2 separate regions of the Astyanax mexicanus genome follow, and region 2 is linked to region 1. Evidence: chromatin contacts called from public Hi-C data. All regions are on one chromosome and are shown on one strand. The core of a region is the stretch at or near the end of the contact, and the rest is flanking DNA. Distances in the headings are between cores, read along the strand shown.

The links. Hi-C and Micro-C count contacts between places; a contact is called where the count stands out from the background.
Region 2: a Hi-C map of blood shows a contact between it and region 1, with 6 times the contacts expected there. The contact joins the promoter of trpm1b here to the enhancer-like site in region 1. A contact is called at or near these places in 2 of 3 Hi-C or Micro-C datasets (blood and muscle).

The regions. Positions count from the first base shown.
Region 1 is chr2:57,307,306-57,312,605 of AstMex3_surface, forward strand. No RefSeq gene overlaps it. Among protein-coding and RNA genes, the nearest start is that of klf13, 46 kb to the right of the region's middle. Within about 2 kb of position 3,611, the one cell type or tissue checked has an H3K27ac peak away from gene starts, as active enhancers do.
Region 2 is chr2:57,393,931-57,399,363 of AstMex3_surface, forward strand. trpm1b (transient receptor potential cation channel, subfamily M, member 1b) reads left to right here and starts at 2,963. Exons shown (of 27, transcript XM_015605134.3): 1 at 2,963-3,454. The coding sequence starts at 3,377.

The sequences.
Region 1 (5,300 bases), core at 2,361-4,860:
CCTAATTTGTACATTAGCACTGGACCGTCCTTAATTTAGGAATTGCCTTGGACCTTGAGGCCTCCTGAAGCCTCTGGCAGTCAAAGCCATTGGCATTGGGCCCACTTGCCCGAACAGTAATGCATACCTGCTTATCATTCAGCCCAATAGTCCATGATAGAGTCATAATCAAGTCTGGCCTCACATAGATCGGGTCTTTTACACTCTTGCTGTGTGGTTTTATCAGCTGCCACTTTTGTTTGCTATGAAAATTAAAGTTGGAAAATGAATGAGCTGAATGTGAAAGAAGAAAACAAGGAAGGGAGAAGGTCATCATTTGCACACAGTGTGTGCGTGTCTTCTAGAGTACAGTACGCTCTATGAGCCAGAAGATCTCCATTGCGTTGGTGGTTGGTGGAGAGCGAGCGTGTGGGGGTGGTACGTTAGGATGTGTGGGACGGGCTGAATGTTACTGCAGGGGTCTCGTGACAGGCCTGCTGCTTTAATGGGCTGTGCTGGTGTGCGCAATGCGCAGATTGAGCTCCATTGTACAGCACTCATTCCACACCACATACTTCACTCTGAGCTGGGTCAGGGGATAGATTCAGGTCACACTGTGGAAGGGGGGGTGGTTGGGGGGGGTTCCGCTACAAACAAAAGCAGCCATTTTTTCACACTGATTCAGTTAACAAATGTCTGGAGGAAATCAAATGTATTCATTTTCAAATTATGTTGTTTTTTCTTAGTGTAACTAACATTATTTTTAAAACTAAAACCTTAAATCAGGCCTCTGCTGTGACCCTGAGCCAAAGCTGACATTTAATTTGGTCCACAAGAAAGTCATCCTGATCCTAACCTCCATTAAGTTAAATACAAATTTAAAATGTAAAATTAAAATTGTACCTTAAATGAAATCTTCAAAATCATTGCAATCCAGTTTACACCTTGTCACCTCATGCAAACACAAACACACACAGAGCTGATGGCATGTTTCCACTTTTCAAGCTGTTGAGTGTGGAATATGGAGCTACATATTTATTTTCTCCATTAAAACTTTCAGTCAACCTCAGTAACTCAGCAAATTACAATATTCTAGTTTAAAAAGCATCAAAACTACACTGAGATATTATAACACAGTAAAAAGAAGTATCTAGTCTGCCAGGTGTAAACCACACTACACCATTATTACTGTCTCCTTCCCAAAACAGTTACGTACCAGCATTTAAAAAAACATGATTTTATCTATGATTTATTCACAGAAAATGTATGTGATTAATACAATAAACTAAGGTACTGGCACCAATAATAAAAAAAATCTAAGTGGTCTTACACTGATAACTTCATTCACATTTAAATACCCATTATCAAAAGCTTAGTCTTAAGGAAGAAAAGGTGTGATTAATTGTGATTAATCAGACATAATTGCTTCACCGCAGGCAAATTTGCATATACTGTCTCACACAGCAATCAGATTTCTGTATGACTAAGTGTAAATATATGTGGTTATAATCGTTTTAGGATACAATCCAGTTCAACCAGAATGACTCCAGAGACAAGCATGTAAGAAGAAATACGTCAATTAGATTTATCAGTATGATTTGGAACATAACTTTAAATTGAAGTCTGTAACAAAGAAGATTTGGTCAGCAGTCCAGGTCTTGGCATATCTGGACTCTTACAGATTGATCCTGCTGTATGTACGTAGTTGGCAGGGGTGGAGCCTAATTTCTGGGCAACCAGGCAGGGCCAGTCTGGATGATTGAGTTGGAATAAATGTGGCATCAAAGTCTTCTGTTAGAACCATCGCAATGTAACTTTGTTGGAGCTGCACGAGACCTCTTGCAAGACCTGTGTAGACTTGCATAGCCCAAATCATATTTGTGTAACATTATGAAAATCCACTGTGTTCGTCCACATGCTTCTTTCACTTTCAGTAACGAATCTTTGAATCTCCTAGCTAGTCAAAAATGTTTATAACTGTCCAGAAGGGGGAGCTTAAATCCTGATTTGTATTTACAACAGTGACATAGAAGTCAAAATTACAGTTCCAAACTATGAGGAACAGTATGGGGGAAAAAATGGCACTGTGTACATATTTTAGAAAAACAAAATACAGCTTTGATTTTACCTAATTGAAAACCTCTGGAATATAATCAAGAGGAAGATGGGTGATCACAAACCATCAAACTGAGCTGAATTTGTGCACCAGGAGTAAAGTTATTCAAAAGCAGTGTGTAAGACTGGTGGAGGAGAACATGCCTGAAAAGATTTTTTGAACTTTACAAACTTGTTTTCTTTGCATTATGTGAGGTCTGAAAGCTCTGCATCTTGTTTGTTATTTCAGCCATTTCTCATTTTCTCTTCATGAAATCTCTTCATCTTCATTAAATGTTCATAAAAAACGTATTTATATTTTTTATACTGTTTTATGTAGGCCTTTAGTCCACATGGCTCAGAGACAATATATGTTGTATCATTTAAGACACATTAGTGTATCTAAAAAAGGACACACTAATTCTAAAAGTGTTTATGGAGAGGATCCGTTTATCACTACCTCATCACTGTCCTGCCCAGTAGTGCAAACTTCTCAAATCAGCATTCATGAGGCAGAGGAGATCTAATCAGGGAGACTGTAAAAACAGTGTGTGAACCTGCTGACACTGAAGAGGCCACGTGGAAGAGGGGAAGAGTGGAAAGGGCTGGAGAGCTTCTTCTGGGAGGGTGTTTCTTTTTAAAGGAGTGTGTGAGAAAGAGAGTGAGAGAGAGAAAGAAAGAGAGAGAGTGGGGGAGTGTGCATCCTCTTTGTGTTTTCAGGATTTATGGTAGCTGGTCACATTAGCAAAGAGATCTGGCAGACACACATTGCACACACATAGACACACACACACACACACACACACACACACATTGTTCAGTTTTTTTTTGGCAGACACTACAGATGCTTAGTAGGGACGACAATGAGACAGCCCCACAGCCCTGACAGCCCTGTTGCCACTTGTATAGGAGTAATTTCCCTGCGAGAGTGCTTATCAAAAACACTAATTATCATCTTTGCTTTCATGTCAGTCGCAGGCACAACCGGCTCTGCTCTCCCGCAACAAGATCCCCCTCCAAAAAAAGAGGAATTTAAATACCTCTGATAAATATTGATGTTTATCTGGTGCTCAGCTCCTCATTAAAGCCTCCAGAATCAAATCCGAGCCCCGGTTGTCGTTTCAAATGGAGCATGGAATTTTCCTAGCTCTGTTTCCACATCATGTCTTCATTATCCTTTCTTTCTTTCTGGGGGCTTTTGAAGGCTTTTATATTTTTGTCAATCATGAGGGTGTAACATGAAAATATAATGCCCTTGTAGAGGCTTCAGAGGTTTGGGGTGCAAGGCAGCAACACAAAGAGATATTCCTGAAGCTTATTAATGAGAGCAAAAAGTTCAATATTTATTATTATATTGTCAGAACATGAAGGTTATAGCGTGACACCATGATGAATAGCGTCACGAATGAAATTCGGGATCAGTCTCACATCTCTGCCCCTTTAATCCCTGCAGAGTTGGCATTAATGAGCGGAGGCTGGGTGGTGCGCTGGGGGTGTGTTAACGTGAAGCTGCAGGGCTGTTTAGATAGCTCATATATTAGAGCTGGGCTGTGCCTGTCCCTCGCAGGCATCAGGAGCTCTGAGCTCTCCCACTGATCTCAGATCTGTACAGCCAGCTGCCAGTCTCACATCACTGCAGACCCACAGAGTATTACACGCTGCCCGCACAAACAACATCACCATGAGCAGCACCAGCAGCACACAGCACAACCAACACAAGACAGACAGAAAGAAAGAAAGAAAGAAAGAAAGAAGGCAAAGGTATTAAGAAAGGTATGATGTATAGAATGAGAAAATGGAAAGAAAAAATGAAAAAGTATGGGAAAACAAGACAAAGGAAGTAGGGAAGAAGAAAACAGCAACAAAAGAAAGGACAAAGGGAAAGAAAGAAAAAAAGACGGAAGTAAAAATTCAGAAGGACATAAGGGAAAAATAAAAAAAAATAGAAAAAAATAACAAAAGAAACAGACAGAAGTAAAAGGAAAGAAAAAAAGAAGTAATAAATAAAAACAAACAAACAAAGGAAATGTTTAATTATATATGGAAAAGAAAGAAAGGATGAAAGCTAAGAGCTGAGCTGAGTACTTATATAAATTTTTGAAAAAGACACAGATGAGTGAAGGAAGAATGAATGAAGCAGTGAGAAGTGTAGAAGAACGAAAGAATGAAGGAGAGAAGATAGAATTTTGATGAGAACGATAAAGATTTACTTTGCCAATGGCCAGACTGTGTCCTCCCCTTCTACTCTCTCTCTCTCTCTCTCTCTCTCTCTCAATCTTCATTTCCAGCACAGGCAGAAGTGTGCATGCCAGTGCAAGCCGGTGTCGCCCCCACACAAACCGGAGAGAGAGAGAGAGAGAGAGAGAGAGAGAGAGTTCCTGTGTGTGAGAGAGAGAAAGATACAGAGAGAGAGAGAGAGAGAGAGGTCACACCACAGCAGCACCCACTGAGAGACTCCCACACACAGTCTGAACTGCCTCAGTCTGTCTGCCTCACAGCACCGGGCATTACCATCCTACCACCACCTACTCACATACTCTCTACACACTCCAATCTCTCTCTCTCTCTCTCTCTCTCAGTCCTGCCTTAATGCCTCCCTACACACATACAGTACCCACTCTCCTGCCTTCTCTTCTTTCATCCCACAAACATCAAATATTATTTATGCTATAGATTCAGCAGCACTGACACACACACCTCTCAGCCCTCACACCACAAATATGAGTAAAACTCTGGGTGGTGGAGTGAGTCATTTAGGTGTCTGATTTTTTTTCTGCTGTGAATTAATTACCAGCACTTCATCACTAAAGGCGAGCAGACAGCACTTAACTGCTGAAATAAAACGTAGAAAAAGGAAATAAAAGAACAAAGCAGGAAGCACTTCTTCCTTACCTCAGCCCCACCTCCCCCCTATTACACACACAAACACACACACACACACACAAACACACACACACACACACACACACACACACACACACACACACACACACACACGTACACAAGCTCAGCCTTCCACCCACTTAGTCGTGCTCAGGAGAGGAACACAGAGTTCTCTGGGTTTGTGTAGCTGTCCTCACATAGCCCCTCCTGCTCACTCTACACACACAAAGCGTGGGGGGGAAAAAAGCACGAGTTCACGCCTCGGATTTTGATACAATCGTTCAGAAAGTTCCAGTCTGCAGGTTTTAGCCAGGGACAGCAAGTGCATGCCAGGTCAAGTATGT
Region 2 (5,433 bases), core at 1,713-4,212, 86 kb after region 1:
ACATCAGCCATAAAGAGTTTTGATGTCATACATTGAGTAGATCATTGATTTAGTACAAAAAAATCATTTATAATAATTTCCAAGCTTTTAAATGGTCATTAAAGGATTGTTAAGTTGTATGGAATTTCTCTGCAGAGCCTCAGTAAGTACAGTAACAGTCAAAAGTTTGGACACACCTTTCTTTTTATGATTTTTTTTTTACATTGTCAATTTAATATTAAATAAATTAAAGCTATACAGGAACACATGCAGATTTTTTTTTTTTTTGTAAACGAAAAGTGTTGAACAAACCAGAATATTTTTTATACTTTCTTCAAAGTACCACATTTAGCTTTGAGGATAGATCTGCACACACTTGGTTTTTTAATCTCAGTGACTTCATGACGGTGAGTCACCTGGAATAGTTTTCTCAGTGCTGAACAATAGTTGCTGCTTTTTTCTTCATGCTGTGAAGCGCCAGCTCATCCCAAATCACCTCAAATCACCATCTTAGTTGGGTTTAGATCAGATGATTGTGGAGGATAAACACTTTTTTGGTTTAATACGTAGTTCTATATGTGTCCCTTAAATGTTTTGGTGTATTTAATACAATCTACAATGTGCAATCTAATCTACAATGTAGAAAATACATTTAATAAAGAAATAAAGAAAAATGATTAAATGAGAAGGCGTGTACAAACTTTTGACTGGTACAGTAAATCTTTTTTTTTTCTTCAAGTTTTATTCAAATTGTGCATTGTGTACTTTCTGCAGCAAAATCAGTCACTACAGACCTCCTAACTTCATGTGGGCTCAAGAACAGTAGAGCACAAGAGCGTAGAGAGTTTCATGGAATGGGTTTTCATGGTCGAGCAGCTGCATCAAAAAATGCAAGGCAGGCAGGTGGATACTTTTGGCAATGTATTGTAATGTATGCCCCAACAAAAGTAAAAAAAAAGGTTATGTGAACAGGCATTAAAATGAACATATTTTCCAACAGAGAATATTCCTATTTTCAGTACTGAGCAGCAGATACTACTTAAATAAATAAATAATTAAATAAAAAGTCACAAAGGCATTTTCACACAAATGCGATGTTCTTATCCAATAAAGTGATTCTGATTTTGAAATTCTCAGGCATTTTCCTTTTTCTGTAATGGTACTTGTGAAGTCCTTTTAAATGACTAGAGACAGACAGGTTATGTGTGGATTCTCCATTGAGAGCTCAGCTTAGTCTGGGCCTAATCTGAGCACAAGTTAATGTAATGGGATTTTTTTTTTTCCAGACCAGTGGTGGATCGTTTCCACTGGTCTATTTATTATTACATGCTGAAACAATGCAATGCAATGCAATATGAGCCTCTGGTAAATATGAAATCAAATGAAACCTTTCTTTGAACTTACTTTAATTATACAGCCTTTAATTTCAATTTCAATTTCAGTTTGCTTTGATAATATATTGAATATAGATTATAAAGGCTTTGATATCTTGATATAAAATGCAATGGCAGTGAACGTTAAAACTGTATGTAGGTTGTGTAGATGTTTCCAGCAGTTCCCACCACATACCTGTAAATGTAATATACAGTATTGTGCAAATGTTTAAGGCACCTGTGGGATTTTCAGTAGAGAAAAAGCTTCTCATCTGTGAAGCAAGTATTTATTGGCTCAGTAAAACACTATTATTACAATAAATACAAACAGCAATTTTACAAAAAGCAAAACATCTCCTAATATCTTATCATCTGAGTTTAATAGAGTTTTTTTCTAGTTCTCATCATATCAACAACAGGTTTGGTAAATTGGTAAATTTGGTAAATCAGGTGAGCTGCTGATGGAACAGAACATAATATACACATGCTGGCTGAGGAGCATCCAGGAGAAATCTGGAACTTCACTTTGTTCTTCAGCTTGGCTCACAGGATATAACATACTTCGTTAAAAATGAGAATTCCTTGTTATGTTTTACTGTATTTATGTTGACTTGCATCTGTTTAAATCATATGTGGTGCTTTCTTCAGGTAAAACACTCATATTGTTGAGAAAAAATGGATTAGTGTAATTTGCTTTGGTGCCTAAAACTTTTGCACAGTTCTGTACGTGTAAAGCCCATCCTTCTTCTCAACCAAGATGACCTGGTCATTGTGATCTGTATCATACAGTATCTACATCTCTATAACATCTCGCACCTGTCACCCTGAAAGTATGTACTGTCTACTGCTCATTGAGCTCCATTGGCTACCAGTTGCTGCTCGTATCAAATTCGTGTCAAAGCTCTTGCAATCGCCTACAAGGTGATGACAGAACAGCTCCCTCCTACCTGCACTGATCGCTCCTGAAGGCTTACGCTACCTCCCGGCTGCTGAGCTCCTCCAATGAACGTCGCCTCGCTTTACCAAACAAACATTCACACAAAGCAATCCAGACTGTTCTCATACAGAGTTCCCCAATGGTGGAACAAACTACCTTCCACTACCAGATCAGGAGAATCTCTCACTATCTTTAATATAAACTCCTAAAGACAGAGCTTTTCAAAGAGCACTTACTCTCCTAACACCTCTAACAAACTACCTTCTACTACCAGATCAGGAGAATCTCTCACTATCTTTAATAAACTCCTGAAGACAGAGCTCTTCAAAGAGCACTTACTCTCCTAACACCTCTAACAAACTAACTACCTCTATCCTCATTTCCTTCTTCCCCTCCTTCACTTCTCTATCCCATTATTTCCCTTTGACCTCCTTTAGGCCCTATCTAAAGATGTTTTTACCTTCTATTACTTTTGTACTTCACTACTGTAAGTCACTTTGGACAAAAGTGTCTGCCAAATGTAATGTAATGTAATGTATGAACAATCTGCATACATCATCAGTGAGGCCCATAACCTGTATGTGTGTGTGTGTGTGTGTGTGTGTGTGTGTGTGTGTGTGTGTGTGTGTTTGCTTTCAGACTCATTTTTGGGGCCATGGTGTCCTAAAGTAGATTTACCTCCAATAACCATTTATTAAATCTCCCTCCATTAAAGTCGGGAGCTTCCAAGAGCCGGGCGCATTAAGCCTGATTATAGTGTGCCAGTAGGAGGAAACAGGGTCTATGTGTCAAGCTGGTCGTCGAATGATTTTTTATCCCTCACCGACGTCTATCTTGTCAGTTAAGAGACAGTGAGCTCAGAGAGAGAGAGATAGATAGATAGGGATAGAGGGAGCGAGAGATAGCAGCAGTAGTAAAGTGTTTGTGTGAGAGAGAGATAGAGATATAGAAAGCACAGAGATGATCCTTTGACTGTGATAGAGGTTTTAGCTGTGACATTAGTACAGTGTGGTTGTGAAAGGGCAAAAGGCTCTTTGGCTACACAGGACAAACATGAGTCTATGAAGACCCGGCAGCGATTAAACACATGGAGAGGGGAGGACGGAAAACAGGAGGCTCTTTCAAACAGACCTCCATCAATCGCACCACCTCTGGCTCTCAGAAGGTAAGATTTTGCTATGAGAGTTTGTAGTCCAGCACAGCTCAGCCACAGTTAACCCTTTAATGTCCCACCTTACTTACATCATTAATCACAGGTAATTCATCAAACAGTAATACTATTATCGACTTACTAGACAGTATACTGACATTACCTAAATATTGCCCATTTTGTTTTGGGTAATGTTTTACAATAAGGTTAAATAAATTAACAGTAACAACTAATTGTTAATTGACACTAGTTAAGAAAGAATAAATAACGTCTTTATCTTATTTACAAAGTTCATAAAAGCATTAAAATGTAGTAATGTTTAATAATGTCTTAACTAATGTTCGTTAATAAATAGTTGAGGCATTACTTTGCCATTTAAAATGTTTAAGTACTGCTGTAAGTTTGGTTATTTGTGACCCTTGTTATAAAGTTTTACCTGTTTTTCTTGGGAAGGAGAGCAAATTAACATAAAGCTAATATTTCAACTCATATTTTGTTTTTGTTTTATTTATATATGATATTTAAAATGTTTATACTCCAATTCCAATATGTTTCAAAGGCTTTTTAAAAAGGTGTTGCTGTATTATTATGTTTAATTGCAATCATTTCTGTGAGAATATGTCATCCGATAAAAATTGTAATTGTATATAATAATAATAATAATAATAATAATAATAATAATAATAATAATTTATTAGGAATTTTAAAATCAACATGTCCAGAAGCTCAGGGATGCTCAGATGAAGAAAATGTCAAGTATACTCAACAGAGGTGATTCTAGGATCCGAGCTATAGGTATGATATTCACAAATTAATTTATAATAAATATTTAATTATTTACTACACAAAATACATATATTTTTATGTCATTTTGTACTATCAATGATTTTTAACCATCAATCAGGACAGGAGGCTGTGTCATATCAGAAAAATTTGAATAGTTTTGATTTAAATCAGACATTCTAATTCTAATAATCTGTTATCAATTTAATTAAGACCATTTGCAGGTTCTGAACTTATGATCGAGACACTACTACACACAGGTGACAGGTGTGATACTTTTAACTTTTCACTTTAAACATCATTTAGAAGTTTAGAAGCCAATAAAACTGGTCAGCGCACAGTCACTGTATGCTGCTGTATGTATTTGTTGTTCAAATATTATTTTTACGATATACTTTTTTTGTTTTTAAATTGTCATCCTATCAGACAAACTTCTGTTTATATTCACTTTTATGCTTTACGGGTACTGGGATTCAAAAAGGGCTTAGAAACTCCTATGATGTTCGCTGTTAACTTAAGAAAAATAAATGTACTTAAGTGCGTCAGGAAAACAAGATTATCTCTGGACATCTGTGTTGCTTCAATTGCTTCACTTAAACACATTACTACACATTAAAACAAGAATGCAACTCCCATGATTCCAGGCATTCTGTTTCTGTTAAACATTTAAAGGAACTCTCTTCTCTAACTAACCCTGAGGGAGACATTACAGAGCTGACATTTCCTCACTTTTATGGCTTTAGATTTTCACACTCACTTAACTCTTGTTAGCATGGCTAATAAAGTGGTTACTTACTTTTAAGTCAAGCAGCTGCGCACTTATATAGCTAAGCACTCTCTGTCCTTCTCAGCAGTGTTCATTTAAAAAACGTAGAGCATTTGTTTTTTTTGTTTTTTTTTTTATTTTGAGCAGAGTATTTGCTCTTTGTAATCACTATTAATAATCCATTAACATCACATAGTGACAAGACTATGTAAAACCACATGCTGCACATGTTACAAAAGCATGGCTGAGGAAAAAAGGGTATGGGTAATGGACTGTTCTACCTGCAGAGAGAGAATGTGTGGATAATTCTGAGATTAAATATGTAACAATGACAATCCTGTATGTCTGTATGACTTAAGACATGTTCACAGGAATAATGGGACAAAATAACCCCTAAATCACTTCATTACTTGGTATTCTCATTGCCAAAACTAGTGAAAGTAAA